Regions from separate parts of the Mus musculus genome. Here region 2 is linked to region 1. A link is a contact called in public promoter capture Hi-C data. All regions are on one chromosome and are shown on one strand. The core of a region is the stretch at or near the end of the contact, and the rest is flanking DNA. Distances in the headings are between cores, read along the strand shown. Region 1 holds the start of Serp1 (stress-associated endoplasmic reticulum protein 1). Region 2 overlaps Mbnl1 (muscleblind like splicing factor 1).

What was found. Promoter capture Hi-C pulls out the DNA fragments that hold promoters and counts their contacts.
Region 2: a promoter capture Hi-C map of liver shows a contact between it and region 1, with 3 times the contacts expected there. The contact joins the enhancer-like site here to the promoter of Serp1 in region 1. A contact is called at or near these places in 5 of 39 promoter capture datasets (hippocampal neurons, liver, neutrophils and 1 more) and 1 of 115 datasets of contacts at active chromatin or transcription factors (thymic regulatory T cells).

What each region holds. Positions count from the first base shown.
Region 1 is chr3:58,520,890-58,527,870 of GRCm38.p6, reverse strand. Serp1 (stress-associated endoplasmic reticulum protein 1) reads left to right here and starts at 1,987. Exons shown (of 3, transcript NM_030685.3): 1 at 1,987-2,461; 2 at 2,713-2,788; 3 at 4,003-5,902. The coding sequence starts at 2,378. The coding sequence ends at 4,043. Eif2a (eukaryotic translation initiation factor 2A) reads right to left here and starts at 2,050. Exons shown (of 14, transcript NM_001005509.2): 1 at 1,785-2,050. The coding sequence starts at 1,812.
Region 2 is chr3:60,601,628-60,608,849 of GRCm38.p6, reverse strand. It overlaps Mbnl1 (muscleblind like splicing factor 1), which reads right to left. Exons shown (of 10, transcript NM_020007.4): 4 at 4,956-5,156. Among named protein-coding and RNA genes, the nearest start is that of Mbnl1, 100 kb to the right of the region's middle. Within about 2 kb of position 4,524, at least 82 of the 459 cell types and tissues checked have an H3K27ac peak or open chromatin away from gene starts, as enhancers often do. A contact at or near this core is called in liver and thymic regulatory T cells, where this site is marked.

The DNA of each region.
Region 1 (6,981 bases), core at 738-3,237:
GTCAGAACAAAGGCTCTAATCTAGAATCCTGTGAAAAAAATTGTTACTTTGTTAATTTGATTATATACAATCTATTCTTCATGAGTTAATTCTCCTATGTTTAGTGTCTACTATTTAGTAGGTTCTGCATTAGGTACTGAAAAGGCAAGGATGAATAAGACTTTACCCCAAACATCATAATTTAGCAGTCTAGCAGGGAAGGAAAATAGTTGAACAAATAGAGCATTTCCTTTGTGATACATAAAAAAAAGAGTGAAAAATAGCTCAGAAAGCGACCGTGCCCGTGCAGAAAGTGTGGTAAATTGCTTGGAAGTAGCTTGCCAAGTCAACAGAAAGAAGAGGATAATTCTGAAGAAGAACTTAAAGGGCTTTAACAACTCAGTACTGATGGAACACAAAATAAGCCGCGATGCCAATGCAGTAAGGTTAGTGCCACTAAGATTATAGTGATCCGTATGCTGGGCTGAACAGGATGGACTTCACACTGTCTCAAAAGGGCAGAACTTCAATCCCTTTTTAATGTACTAATTTTTAGGTCGAATTCAAATATTCATTTAGTAGTAAAGCTTTTAAGTAACAGAGAAGCAATTTATTGAATTACATAATTATGCCATTTAAATAGTGTCAGGGGGCTGGAGGATGGCTCAGCATTAAGAGTACTTGCTTCTCTTAAGAAGAAATAAATAGAGTTCTCAGCACTCATCTAAGGTGAGGCTCACAACTCTAACTCCAGCCCCAGGGAAGCCCACACCCTCTTCTGGGCCTCTTAAGGCCTGTACTCCTGTGCACACGCTCAGATACAGACGCATAAATAAATAAATAAATAATCTAAACAAAAGAAAACAATCTCAACTATCTGGCAGTGTTTAGAAGATTGCAACTAGCACCTCATAACTATCTGGCGAATAAATTATGATAGTCTATCTGAACAGGATAAGCATGGCTCTTAAAAATGTATATTCCTAGACTGGCAGAAGTATAAAAGCTTTGCCGTGTCTCAGGAGGACATAACTTCCAATTCTCAAAAATAAGACATTCGTCCTAATGATGCTATCTTTCTTCTTACATTGTTATCAACGATTTTTTTCTTTCCCACTTCTTTTCTACTTGAATCTTTTGTTTATTCAAACTTACATACCCAAGCCATAACATAGTATAGCACCTTTCCCAGTGTTGTCCAAGTTTGTTGTTGTTGTTTAAGCACCACAATATGTGTCAGCTTTAAATTCCTAGCGTCTTCTCATGTTCTACTTCTTAAATACTGTCTCACAGCTGTTTCAATCGAAAACATTAGACTATCATTATCCTGCTCACTGTCGCCACCTTAAGCCACATCTTCAGCATGAAACCTAACCTACACTAGCAATGTCTTGCTCCCTATCAACTCCCACAAACCTCATAACAATAAGGGAGCATATAATTTTTAATAATACTTAAGTTCAGATGAATTCGGTGTGAAGAGTCTTGTTTCTTCTATTAAGAAGGGTCCAAGCAACACCCGGCATTGCAGACCACAGGTCACACATCAAACTAATACTTTCTGTTACCTGTCTATTCCTATGGAAGATGAAGAACGATGGATGGATAACTGGGAGGAGGGACTACTGGGGACGGAGACTTCACTTCCCATTGGGATGCTATTACCAAATAAACTAAAAGACAGTTTGGTCCTTCCAGGAGGAAAGGCAAGACGGACTTCCAAGGCTTGCTAAGGAATTCTCCAGCGCGAAGACACAGAAAGAAATCACCGTAAAGGAAGAGTCTCTCGCTCTTTTGGAACTCACCTGTCAACAGCGGTGTGGACGGCGCCATCTTGTCCCGGAAAGAGAAACCCACGCGCTGGGGTGAGAGTTCAAGAAAGGCCGAACCCGGCCTCTACACGTCTCCCCAAGCGCAAAGTCTGCGAGTCGGTGTTTCCGGCGCCGCCAGCCTCGGGGCCAATCCACGTCTGGTTCCCGAGCGCGCACGCGCAGCTCTGGCTCCTCGTTTTCCGGAGCGGGGAAGAGCCTGGCTGCGGTGGCGGCCGGCGCTCGCCCTCCCTCTCCGGAGCGGGCGGAGTCCACACTTCCGCGGGGCGGGGTCTGCCCAGTGCTGACGTTGGCAGCCGAACCCGAACTAGTTCGAGGTTGCCGGTTGCACTGTCCGGTGGTTGGACTCTTGCCTCTCGGCCCTGCGGCCCGCTCTCCCCGGCACGCCGCCCCAAAGGCTGCTCAGACCGCCGCGATCGGCGGCTGCCGGTGTTCCAGCGCTCCGCGTCCCGGCCCAGTGGCTGTAGACGGCGTAGGCACCGCGATCAGAGCCGAGCCTCCCTCCCGGTGGCCCGGGACCGGCGAGCGAGCGAGTCCGAGAGGTTCTTGGGGCAGGTGGCGCTGCGAAAATGGTCGCCAAGCAGAGGATCCGTATGGCCAACGAGAAGCACAGCAAGAACATAACTCAGCGCGGCAACGTCGCTAAGACCTCGGTAAGGGAAAGTGGGCACCCCGCTCCATGTCGTGGCCGGGAGCCGAGGCCCGCGCCCCGCGCCCGGCCGGGGCCGCGGCGAGTTCTCCCCAGACCCGCCTGACTCCGGACTCCCGCTGCGGTGGAATCTGGGGTGGGGGGAGAGATCTGTGAGTCGGCCGGCCGGCCACCTGGCCTGGGGTGCAGGCCTTGGGAGCCCGGGATCCGAGAGTGCTTTCTCTGCATTTGAAACCGGGTTTTTTCTTTTTGCAGAGAAATGCCCCCGAAGAAAAGGCGTCGGTAGGACCCTGGTTATTGGCCCTCTTCATTTTTGTTGTCTGTGGCTCTGGTAAGTGTTTGGGGGGCTCTCGCGGTTTGGAATGACGTGGATGAGTGGCGAGTCCTACCTACCCGCGTGGTTCTCAACCCACCTGCTAAGAGAATTGTTTCTAGTGAACTGGATAACTTGTACCACAGAGGGTGGTGCCCCAGAAATTTCTCTTACCTTGATTTATGCTCATTGAAGATCAAAAAGAGAGAGAGAGAGAAATTAGATCTTCCTAATGATCCCTTAGAAGAAATTAAGCACCAAATATCTCTGATTTGCATTGTAACTTTATTATCGATAGTGTTGCAAAAAACTTAGCGAACATCGTGAACATCTGGATACTAGAACAGGACTGAACGATACCAGTACCTAAGGTCTCTATGTCAAAAACTAAGTATATAAAGTAAGGGTAGTACAAAGAATTGATTTTCTGTAGAGGAAACATACCTGCTGGGATATTTAATGTATGAGACAAGTGTTTTCAGGTAAGATTAGTTATTAAGACAGCCTGGTTTTAAGATGATAGACTCTTGCCCCTGCGGATGGATGTATTACAGACTGTCCTCCTGCTCTGCCTGCTGCTTTAATAGACAAGCTGCTGTTATTGAGACAGATGCTTTTATTTGCCGCATTCTACAGTTCCTGAGATTTTCATTTAACATTTCACTTTGCCTTTTTTCTAAACTTAACAACCGGAAGCTTTCTTGATATGTGGCCAAGAGCCAACCAGTTTATGTAACACAAAAAGATTATTGAATTTCAGCTGTGTGAGAATGAAGAAATGTGCATGTGTTAGGAAACCAGGCCTTTAAGGATATGTTGGAAATAAATTAATAGTAGGAAAAACGTGTTTGTTTTGGTGCTTTCAAGTTATTGCTAAAATAATTTCACATCTGGAATATCTCTTGTACATCTTATAGGTAAAAGTCAAGGAGCTGCAATTAAGGAAATAATTTGAGTTCGATGTGAAGCTCAGCTGCAGCGTATTTACCTATCATGCATCAGGCCCTCCCCGGGTCCCATCCCCAGTACCACGAGATAATAATCACTTCAAGGCATTGAATTGTTTAATTATGATAAACCTGCTTCACTTTTTTATTAGCGTAAAGTTAGATTAGCATTTGTAACTGACTGTACGATCACGCTGGAGTCTGCAGCTGCTGTAAATAGATGACTTTTAGTTGAGAGGCCTGTTTTCTTCAACTTGTTTTAATATTTGCTCTTTCTCTTCACAGCAATTTTCCAGATTATTCAAAGTATCAGGATGGGCATGTGAAGTGACTGACCTTGAGATCTTTCCATTCTCCTGTGAATTTTAACTTGAACTCATTCCTGATGTTCGATGCCCTAGTTAAAAACCATTGAGTAAATCGGCCTGCCTCAGAATGACTTTTCATATCCGCCTTCATGTGTCATTCCAAGGTGTCTTCAAGAGTCATTCCAGGTTTGCTAGTCCATGCCACAGTGCCTTGCAAAAGCACCACATGAATAAAGCAATAAAATTTGATTATTAAGTTCCAGTAGTAGACCATACTTATTCAGTACAGAATGAGTTTTATATGGTTATTAAAACATGACTAATTAGATTAAATCTGTGTAGACAGGGTATAGATTTTGTTAACCCTAATGTGTAAATGCAATTAGCTTAAATTTTGGAATCTTATGGTTTTCTATAGCTATGCCCTTTTTACTCTTGAATTGGAAAGCACACTCCATTATAGGGACATGTAACTGTCCTATAATAAGGTGCTTTTAAATGGTCACCTACACGGCTTAGTTTTACCACAATCATTGTCACCTAAAACTTTTTAAAAGCTTCTAGGGCATATTGTAAGTAAAGATGCTTACAGCTGCATCTGTTTCTAATGATAATGTTTCTGTTACACAGCCTTGAATTTTGCATGAGTAAGTATAGTCACCTAGGGTCCCATTCGAGCCTGGATTGAACATTTTCTAACTTAATCAAAGTGATTGCAGTTCCACTAAAAGCTATCATGGTGAAATGAAATTAGAGATGGTTTGCTGATGTCATACTGATCAGAATTATCAAAGGGTTTACTGTGTAGATACGGAGAAAGACAAGAACTAAATGCCTTGTCGAAACATGTGGAGTCCCGTGTGCCATATGATATCTTAGCATGTTAATTGCACTTTTAATACCAAAAAGGCACATCAACTAAAGTTTTGATTGAAATGCCCTTAGGGTTCTAGGTCTATCGATCTAAATGAGCATTTGGAATGAAATGAATTTACTGATGAGGATCAGTCTAGTCTTCCTTTGTATGACTTCGTAGGTTGTGATTGATCATTTTCTTTTTACTAATAGTAAGGGTGAGAGTAATGAGGCAGGTTTGACATTTTCTGGTACTATTGAAAACTACAATTAGTCCTATTTATGCACTTAGCCAGAACTTGGTGCAGACACCAAGCAATATCTGTTTATGAATGGAGAGAAGCCTGCTTATGTTTGCTTTGTTATTTGCCTCAGGAGATCTCTTTTGAAATACGCTGTTTTCAAAGGAACAGAAGGGAAACTTGCCCCTGTTCTGAGAGCAGTGTAAACCTCACAGGGCTTTGGATCCCCTCGGACCCCCTTGGACACAGAGGAGAAGGAAGGGAAGGAGTGGGTCGGGATGCACAGGAATCTTTCCTGTATCGGACCAGGAAAGAAAGCTGGCTGTGGGTCTGTAGGGTCATGACTGTTGTCTGCCTCTTTTCACCCTGTAAGTGAATCCCTGAACTTGGTTCCCTCTGAAGCCAGTCTTGGTTAACTAATTCTATTTTACTATAACTTTAAAAGTGAAAGATATTCTCTAAATTTATAGCAGGTGCCTTATTTCCTTTGAATCAAATCATTCCATACCAGAATTTCCCTTGGTTTACTATAGATAATTGGCTTTAAGATATTCTTGTTTTTAAACATACAATGTTTTAATTATTTTGTTAAATTGCTGTAGCCATCAATCATTTCACATTTGTAAAATTACATTCCCTTTGTATCATGTAATTTACCTATTCAGTGCATTTTATATTCAGGTTGGATTATGCATATTTGGGTCAATGAAAGTTGTGTCTGTTTGATTTATGGTTTAAAAATAAAGTTCCCTGGATATTTGATGCTGTTGTAAAAGAAAATGATTTTGCAGAGTTTTTATTTGAATACTTTTCATAGTTTATAGAAAATTATTTTAAAGGAATGCCTGTACTTAGCCTAGCAGTGGTTGCAAATGCCTTTAATCCCAGCACTTGGGAGATAGAGGCAGGCAGAGCTCTGAGCTCTAGATAAACCTGGTCTACAGAGTGAATTCTCCGAGAGCCAGGACTACCACACAGAGAAACCCTGTCTTGAAAAACGGTAAGAAGAAAAAAAGAAAGAAAAGTCTGTATTTAAGGGTCTTAAGGTTTCTGTTGCTGCAGCTAAACACCATGACTAAAAAGCAAGTTTGAGAAGAAAAGATTTATTTCCATGTCACTCACTGTTCATCATCAAAGGAAGTGAAGACAGGAACTCAAGCAGAGCAGGAACCTAGAGGCAAGAGCTGGTGTGTCCATGGAGGGGTGCTGCTTACTGGTTGGTTGCTCCTCATGGTTTACTCAGCCTGCTTTCCTGTAGAACCCAGGACTGGCAGCCCAGTGATGGCACCTCCTAAAATGGGTTGGACCCTCCCCCATCAATCACTAATAAAGAAAAGGCTTTATAGCAGGACCTTATGGAGGCATTTTCTCGATTGAGATTCTCTCCTTTCAGGTAACTCCAGTTTGTTGGCAAGTTAACATAGACACATTAAGTCAAAAGAAATAATACCTAGCCAGGTGTGGTGGCACAAGCCTTTAATCCCAGCACTCAGGAGGCAGAGGCAGGCAGATTTCTGAGTTTGAGGCCAGCCTGGTCTACAAAAAAGTGAGTTCCAGAACAGCCAGGGCTATACAGAGAAACCCTGTCTCGAAAAAACCAAAAAAAAAAAATAATAATAATAATACCGAGAGGTACATGTTAGGTCTGTAATTGGACATAGTAGCTAGAAAAATGTGTAAAAAGCAAGAGAATTCGACACTTACCCACTTGGCATATAGTTGTTACTACCCAAGTTTGGCTCAAGGAAAAAGCACATTTCTTTTATCCTACTTTCCTACTCAGATATTATATTATTCTGTAATGCTGAGCACAACAAGGAGATGAATTTGCCCAAATAGTGATTTAGCTCTGACAGAAC
Region 2 (7,222 bases), core at 3,275-5,774, 2.1 Mb before region 1:
AATACAAGAAAAAAAATAAAAAGAAACTGCTTGTACTTCCATGAAATGAATTAAGTTTCCTAAGTTTAAAACTCTGGTGAACCTCATTGATCAATCATAGTTAAGTTATATTTATAATCACATTTTAATATAAAATATAAATTTTATATTTATAATCACTTAAATCACACATAAATTTTGATTTATTTTTCTAAAACAAACCAACCAAACAAACGAACAAAAACCCCAGAGAATCTGCTTATTTATTTAAATATCTTTCAGGATTTCTGTTAAGATCCAATGGGTATTTTTTTTTAAATTATAATGTGGGCATCATCATCTTTTAGTTCAGAAAGTACAACATACCTATATTATTATTCACACTGGGTATGAAATATACATCATTATATTGTGTACATGTATACATTTGTCATTTAACTACATATCTTTAAAGGTCAACTATGAGTGTGTAGGAATGACCAACATGTATTAAGTCCATTTCAGGGTTTCTGTCACTCTACGAAATGCTGCATAAATTCAAAAGAACAATAATTCAGGTACAGCATTAAAGTCATCAACATGTTAAAGCCTATAACTCTACAGATATTTTATTACTCTTTCAAAATAAGAGAAATTTAAACATTAATTTAAATGAAAAATTTGTGAAATAGTAGGAAATGAGTAGTCAAGCCAAAGTTGGTAATTACCTTATATTAAAATAATTTACAAGTTAAAAACTTTTGTTTTGGACAAACTTAAATTAATTATAAAAATTAATAACTGACAGGGAAATAGTATTAAATATTTAAAAGAAGCTTGAATATACTTTGAAGAGATATTATATAGCTAATCTATGATTTAAAAATTGTATTCTTTTAAAATGTCTTTAATTTTTTAACGATATTAAAGTATTAGACAAGAAGTGGCAATGTATCCTCTACAAAAATACAAACTAAAAGGAATTGACTGATAAGCTTTTCCTGTTAAAAGCATTTGTTGGATCCCAGAAACACACACACACACACACACACACACACACACACACACACACACCAAGATAAAGAGTTGCTGCGTTTTTAATCTTAGTGAATATAAAGCCTTTTATTTTTAATTAAGTGTCCATGTGTGGGTTTGCACACATGAATGTAGAGCCCACAGAGGCTATAAAAGGGCACTAGAATCCCTTGGACTTGGATTGGCAGGCAGTTGTGAGTCACATGGGTCCTCTGGAAGACGAGTAAAAGAGCTTAAGTGGAGAACCATCAATAGCTGGGGACTTTTGCTTTAATATAATACTAAATTCATTAAACTCACTAAAATACCAATCTATATATTCTTGTTTCTTCTATGTGGCTTTCAAATAATACTCTGTGTCCAAGTCATAAGAATTATATTAAAATTTGCCTATATGTAAAGAATTAGCACATGCTTGCATTCCAGTAAAGTAGAAACTTGTATTTCTATTACTTTAAAAAAAATAATGCCCTCACAGAACAAGAGTTGTTTATTTAAAAACAAGCCCCACCTGAAAACAGGAGGCGGCAAGGAGTTTGCTCAGCTTGTTTGGAATATTTAACATGTTCTTCTCACAAAGGGTGATGATATAAAATGGTGCATTTAATTAACCAAATAGCTATCTAACGTCTTAGTAAGTCTTTGAAACACGCAGCCACTGAGGTGGCTCCTCAGTGGGCGGTATGAACTACTTTAATAGGTGTCCCAGTATCTAGAATCCTTCAGCAATGTAGAAACCCACGCTAAGGTCTGAGCATTAATAGAAGTGCATTTCAGTTCAGTCACTCATAACGAAGGACTGGTGAAAAGTTGGGGGTTACAAGCAACCGCTTTACATTTTCCCTTTGCAATCACTTGTCTGATAAGTGACAATAATTCCTGAGACCCACCAGTGACCTAAAAGTCTATATGGATGAGGTCCCACACTTAAACTACTACCCCAAGTGATGCTAGTCTCCACCAAGTCTAGACTACCCTGCACCATGTCCACAAGTACAATCAAGATAACATGTTTTGAGGCTGGAATGACTAAGACCTAAACATGTCCCCAAAAGGAATGTTAACAGATGTTTAAACTATTCCTCTGGAGTGTCATGACTTATGTCATAATTCTACCCTAAAAATATCTGTGCAAGAATGTATCTTTCTGTGACTCGTTAATTTATTAGCAGGTTGACAACTTGACATTTAAAATTAAAGGGTAGCAGTTATGAGTTTAGATTTACTCTTATGAGGTCCCTTTTTGGCCCTTGGTAATAGAGAAGTAAAAGGCTTCATGGATATTCACAATAACGTTAACTTGAAGGACATGCAGTATAGCTCCCTACTAGAGATTGTAGAATAAATGGGTCCATACATTTATTTTGCACCATGAAAAATGACTGTGATTCTTTACATGTCGATTTTTATTACTACCAATGTTTTGTCATGAAACACAGGCATGACCTAAAGGTTAGCAATTTCTAATATTTGTACACAGTGTAATAATTTCTTAAGATACTCCTTTGGGCATTAAATTAATACATGGACATTACAGAAAGGATCCAGAGATCACAAAACGGAATTCTAGGAGCGTCTCTTTAGTGACTAACAGACTTGCCTCACTTTCAGAGAAAACCAGTCTGAGCTATACGGTACAGAACATACAATCTTCATAATAATATCCAACAATGAGTGGATAAGCATACTGATACAGCAGCTGTGAATATATGATGTGCACTATATATGCACATACATTTTAAAAATAAGTATTTCAATACTTATTTAGGCTGCTGTTAGAAGTCAATGCATGATTTACATGCTCTATGACATTACATATAAATCAGGCAAATACTCAAATTTTACAAATAAGCGACATGAAGCTGGTCTGACAAACCAAGCATATGTAGTTAACTACCTTACAAGCAGTGTCTACTGGGTTCCTACTTTGCAACTTCAGACCTTTGTATCCCTTTTGGTACTGCCATTGCTAGGTCTTCTAAGGGATTATAAACAAATCTGAAATCACTTTATTGTGTGACAAATTGTAGAAATGGAGAAAAAGATATAACAAGAAGAACAAAGTCAAGATCCTAGCTGAATTAGACCAATTTTACCTCAGAGGAAAATCAAAATTCAGTTGAAGATGGAATGTGGCTTTAATCTCTAAATAACCATAGTATCAACCTTGAGAAAAGAACTGTAGGCATTCCTTTCATGGATTTCGCCCTCCAGTGCTCCAAGGAGCACCAAGGTTGTATGTGTGCATGCATGCCTGTGTGTGTGTTTATGTGTGAGTGTGTGTGCTTATGTGTGCGTGCATGTGTGTGTGTGTGTGCGTGCGTGCGTGCGTGCGTGCGTGCGTGCGTGCGTGTGTTTAAGTTCTGGAATCACACTGCAGAGCAGAAAGAGGCACATGCATGTTTCCTATTTCAGGCCCCAACTATGACTGTGACAATGACTTAGATCTTGGGAACAGAACCAAGGGCATGCTCACTTCTATCAGGAATGCACATAACACAGGAGAGATTGTCCTAGGAAGTAGCAAAGGCAAATGACAAAACTCACAAGCAGCTCTTCATGGAAAGAAAAACAAAATGACAAAATACAAGTATAAAAAAACTACGCAAACTTTCAAGGGAATGAGCAGTTTTGAGCAAGTAGCTCAGCTTGAAGCATATCCTCTTAATGCTTTGAATATTGTTACCTATTAATAATTACTATGTTGGCATTCTTCTTCTCAGACTATTTGAGTCCCATTAATCAACTAACAGTCATGCATTAAGAATCCTGTGTTTTCTTTAGGAAGATTGGGGAAGAAAACTGTTTCAGATGCTGCCCTATTTCATTTGCGGACAGCATTTGTTAGAGAATTACTATACTTGGGAAATGAGAAGCCAAATGGCAGAGTGTATCTCTACAGCAAGGATAGGCTACCTCCCATCTCTTGCTCTGCTCTGACTCCTCTGCAACACAACGGTAGTGACAGCATCTTTCCCATCAGGTTGTTCTAAAGGTAGGCTATGTGATGGCTGTATCTGGCACATCCTCACAAAATGCTACAATATGATATCCTTTCTAATACGTTCAATAGAGTATAATGAATAAATAAGGCATTTTATTATATTTCTAACAGACTGGAAAGTTATTAGAGTCAAGGCCCTCCAAGTGCACCCTACTTTACTTTCCCTGTAATTAGTACACCCAGGCCATCTCAGCCCCAAGTCCGTCCTAAGCAGACAGACAGGAGAGGCAACTCAGTTTTTACTTACTAGGCCATTTTTCTACAGAAACTGTTTATCAAGGCTGTTAATTCATGCCATGCTAAAATTCTGAATAGTAATGTCATACTAGAACTTTATCTCTAATTTCCTTTTCAGTCACAACAGTAAAGTGTGTGCGTCTGCTTATCCTCCGCCCCAAGACAATGACAATCATGTGACAGCCTACTAAAAACGCTTTTATCAGGGTGCGTTTCATAAAACCACCCGCCTGCCTCAATGGAAGTACTTCAGAGGTTATGACAACATCTGCAGAGAGTTTTGTAATAGTTCGTGCACAGCAGCCAATGTGTTCCTGTTTATGAGATCCTCTGGACTTCAGTCATTTATTTGTTCACTCCAATAATCATTATATTGTGTTGATGACTACAAGAAACATTCAAGAAGCAACTGTTCTGGGCCAAACATTTTTTCTAACTCTTTGAGGTTTGAGCATTAGCATCATGTGCAAGATTTTAAGGATACTAAGACAAAGTGGAGAAACAGACACGCTGATCCCAGTTCCAAGCCCTCCCTGAGGAACCTAGACATAGATGCTGACTGATTTTGTAATTGTTGCATTAACCAAAACAGCATAACCATATTCTAGCAAACTTGCACAAACACTGAACCAAGACATGTTCATTCAGTTTAAAGTCACTCTGGCTACAAACACTTGAAGAACTGTAATGGAAACTATGAAGGTTCAACTCTTTATCCTACCTCCAGTCTGTCTGTCCGCATTAACTTCTGTGCAGCAGCTGCGGCAGCTGCTGGCACTGGAACTCCAGGATTCCCCGTGACCAACATTGGTGCAGTCGGCAAGATCTCTGCTGGAACCAGGCTTGGGGAAACAGGCCCCAGGTAAGGGTTAAAGGCTGCTGATGCACTGGTGGCTAAGCTTGGTGCAACTGAAAACATTGGCTGCAAATTGAAACAAAAAGCAAAACTTAATGGCAAGTCTCCATTCCAAATTGATACTCTACTTACAGAGTTATCATTTATTCTTCATCTATCATTCATTCTTTCTTCCTTAACTTCTATTTAATTCTGTCTTTAATTTAGTCTAAGAAGATTTCAGTATACTGATATTTGCTAAGTCATTGTTTTTCTCCAAATCTAGCAGGCAGAATATGCATTCATATCTCCAGAGGGGGTTCGAAGATTGGCATCTAGAATACTTGTGGTTTAACGTCTTAAATATCTTAGTACAGACACTTGTTTGTGCTCACCCAGTCTCCACCTTTGTGACTCAATCCTAGAAATGTGTCTGAGAAACACACTGTGTAACTGCTGTCAGATATAGTGGAAAGGTCTGTTCTCAAGTGTTAACAGGATATAAGTGCCTATCATCTGAGCAGACACAGATGTCCCAGGGGATCACAGAGCCCCACAGCCAGCACATTGACCAAATCTGTGGGCTGTGAGAGGTGATGATTACACTGTCTTTTGAGCACAGAAGAGATAGCATTTGGCCTGGTCACTTGATGTCGGTTTCTCAGAAGAAAGGTTCAGTGTTCTACAAGCCCATCCCATACTTGTGGGGCACTCAGCAATGGAAATTAACCTTCTCCAGAAAATGTCTGGAATGTGAAGCCTGACAGAACATTTCCCAGGAAATGCCACAGAATTATTAAAAAACATGGGATGGGCTGTCAGCGGGCAGGACACACTGGGGTGATGCTACTGCATTCAATGGAGAGAAGCCAGGGATCTACTATGTGTAAATGGCATTCTTTAATATGAGAGCATAAGGTCCCAAAGGACTATACCATGGTTGAGCATCCATCCTACATGACAGCTCTGCATTGTGTACACATCTGTACTAAGAACAATATGAACGATAGACTATTTAATGTATACATTGATTCACTGGGAAAAATTTATAACATAGCATAGCTCACACTGATACATTCACCCTAACATAGCTAGTCCTCCAAGCATGTGCTTTGAACACCATGTTTAATTACTCTGACAGGTCTGTGGCCCTTGACTAATGAAGTAGCCTAGAATAAGTCTTTCCATTTCAAACCTCAAGCCTATTCCAATGCGAAGCAGCTGCCCTCAGGAAATACAAAAATTCCATGTGTATTATGAAGAAGGATCCATGTGTAAAACTGGGTCCAGTGGCATTTGTCTCTCCACAAAACCCTGAACAGCAGCTAACTTCAGGCTTTCCCTTTGTGTGCTAGAGGCCAGGGCAGCACCATGACAGGGTCAGTCCTGCATGGTGATCATGCATTAAACTTCTGTCCAAGAACATTCTAGGCAAATGTGTGTTCTGTTGCACACAGTCAGATACAGGGTATGGAATCTCAGACCACATAGAAGAATTGTTATAAATTTAGCAGAGTCCTAAAAGATTGAAAGCTAATTAATATCCTTTCTCTTTGCATTCATAGCTGTAAATTAAAATGAGTTCCAAGAAAGCCCACTTGATACTTACTATAGCAAGCTACTGAAATGTTTATGTCACTGTATACTATAGGAATTACTTAAGGCAAATGCCTTCATAAAGACATTCAGGATGAAGAAATTTTTCCCTGACTTGACACAATAATGACAGCACACCAATAAAATCAGCCTCGTTAAATCTCACCAAGTTAAATACAGTGAAAACCTACATATGGATAGAATGTAGCTGTCACCAATTATGAACACTGTGTTAGGGGTGGGTTACAGCTCAGAGTGGATCCTAATGTAGGAAAGCCAGTGACCATGGCCACTCCTGCATTACCGGAGCTGACCTGCAGAGGGCTCGTAAGATCTCAAAGATAGGAATGGCTGCATTGGTATTTGAAGTCTTCGTTTCTCTGAAGTAGGGATTGAATAATGTCTAACTATGTAGCTGGTATATTTGATACTGAGTGCATCCTTGCAGCAGTGACTTATAGATATCTTTGTTCCAATGAAGGTTGGTTTAGCATTACCTTTCCAAGGACATTTTCCAGTTGCTAATTCTGGGGCAGTTTATTTATCACTTGTTTGCT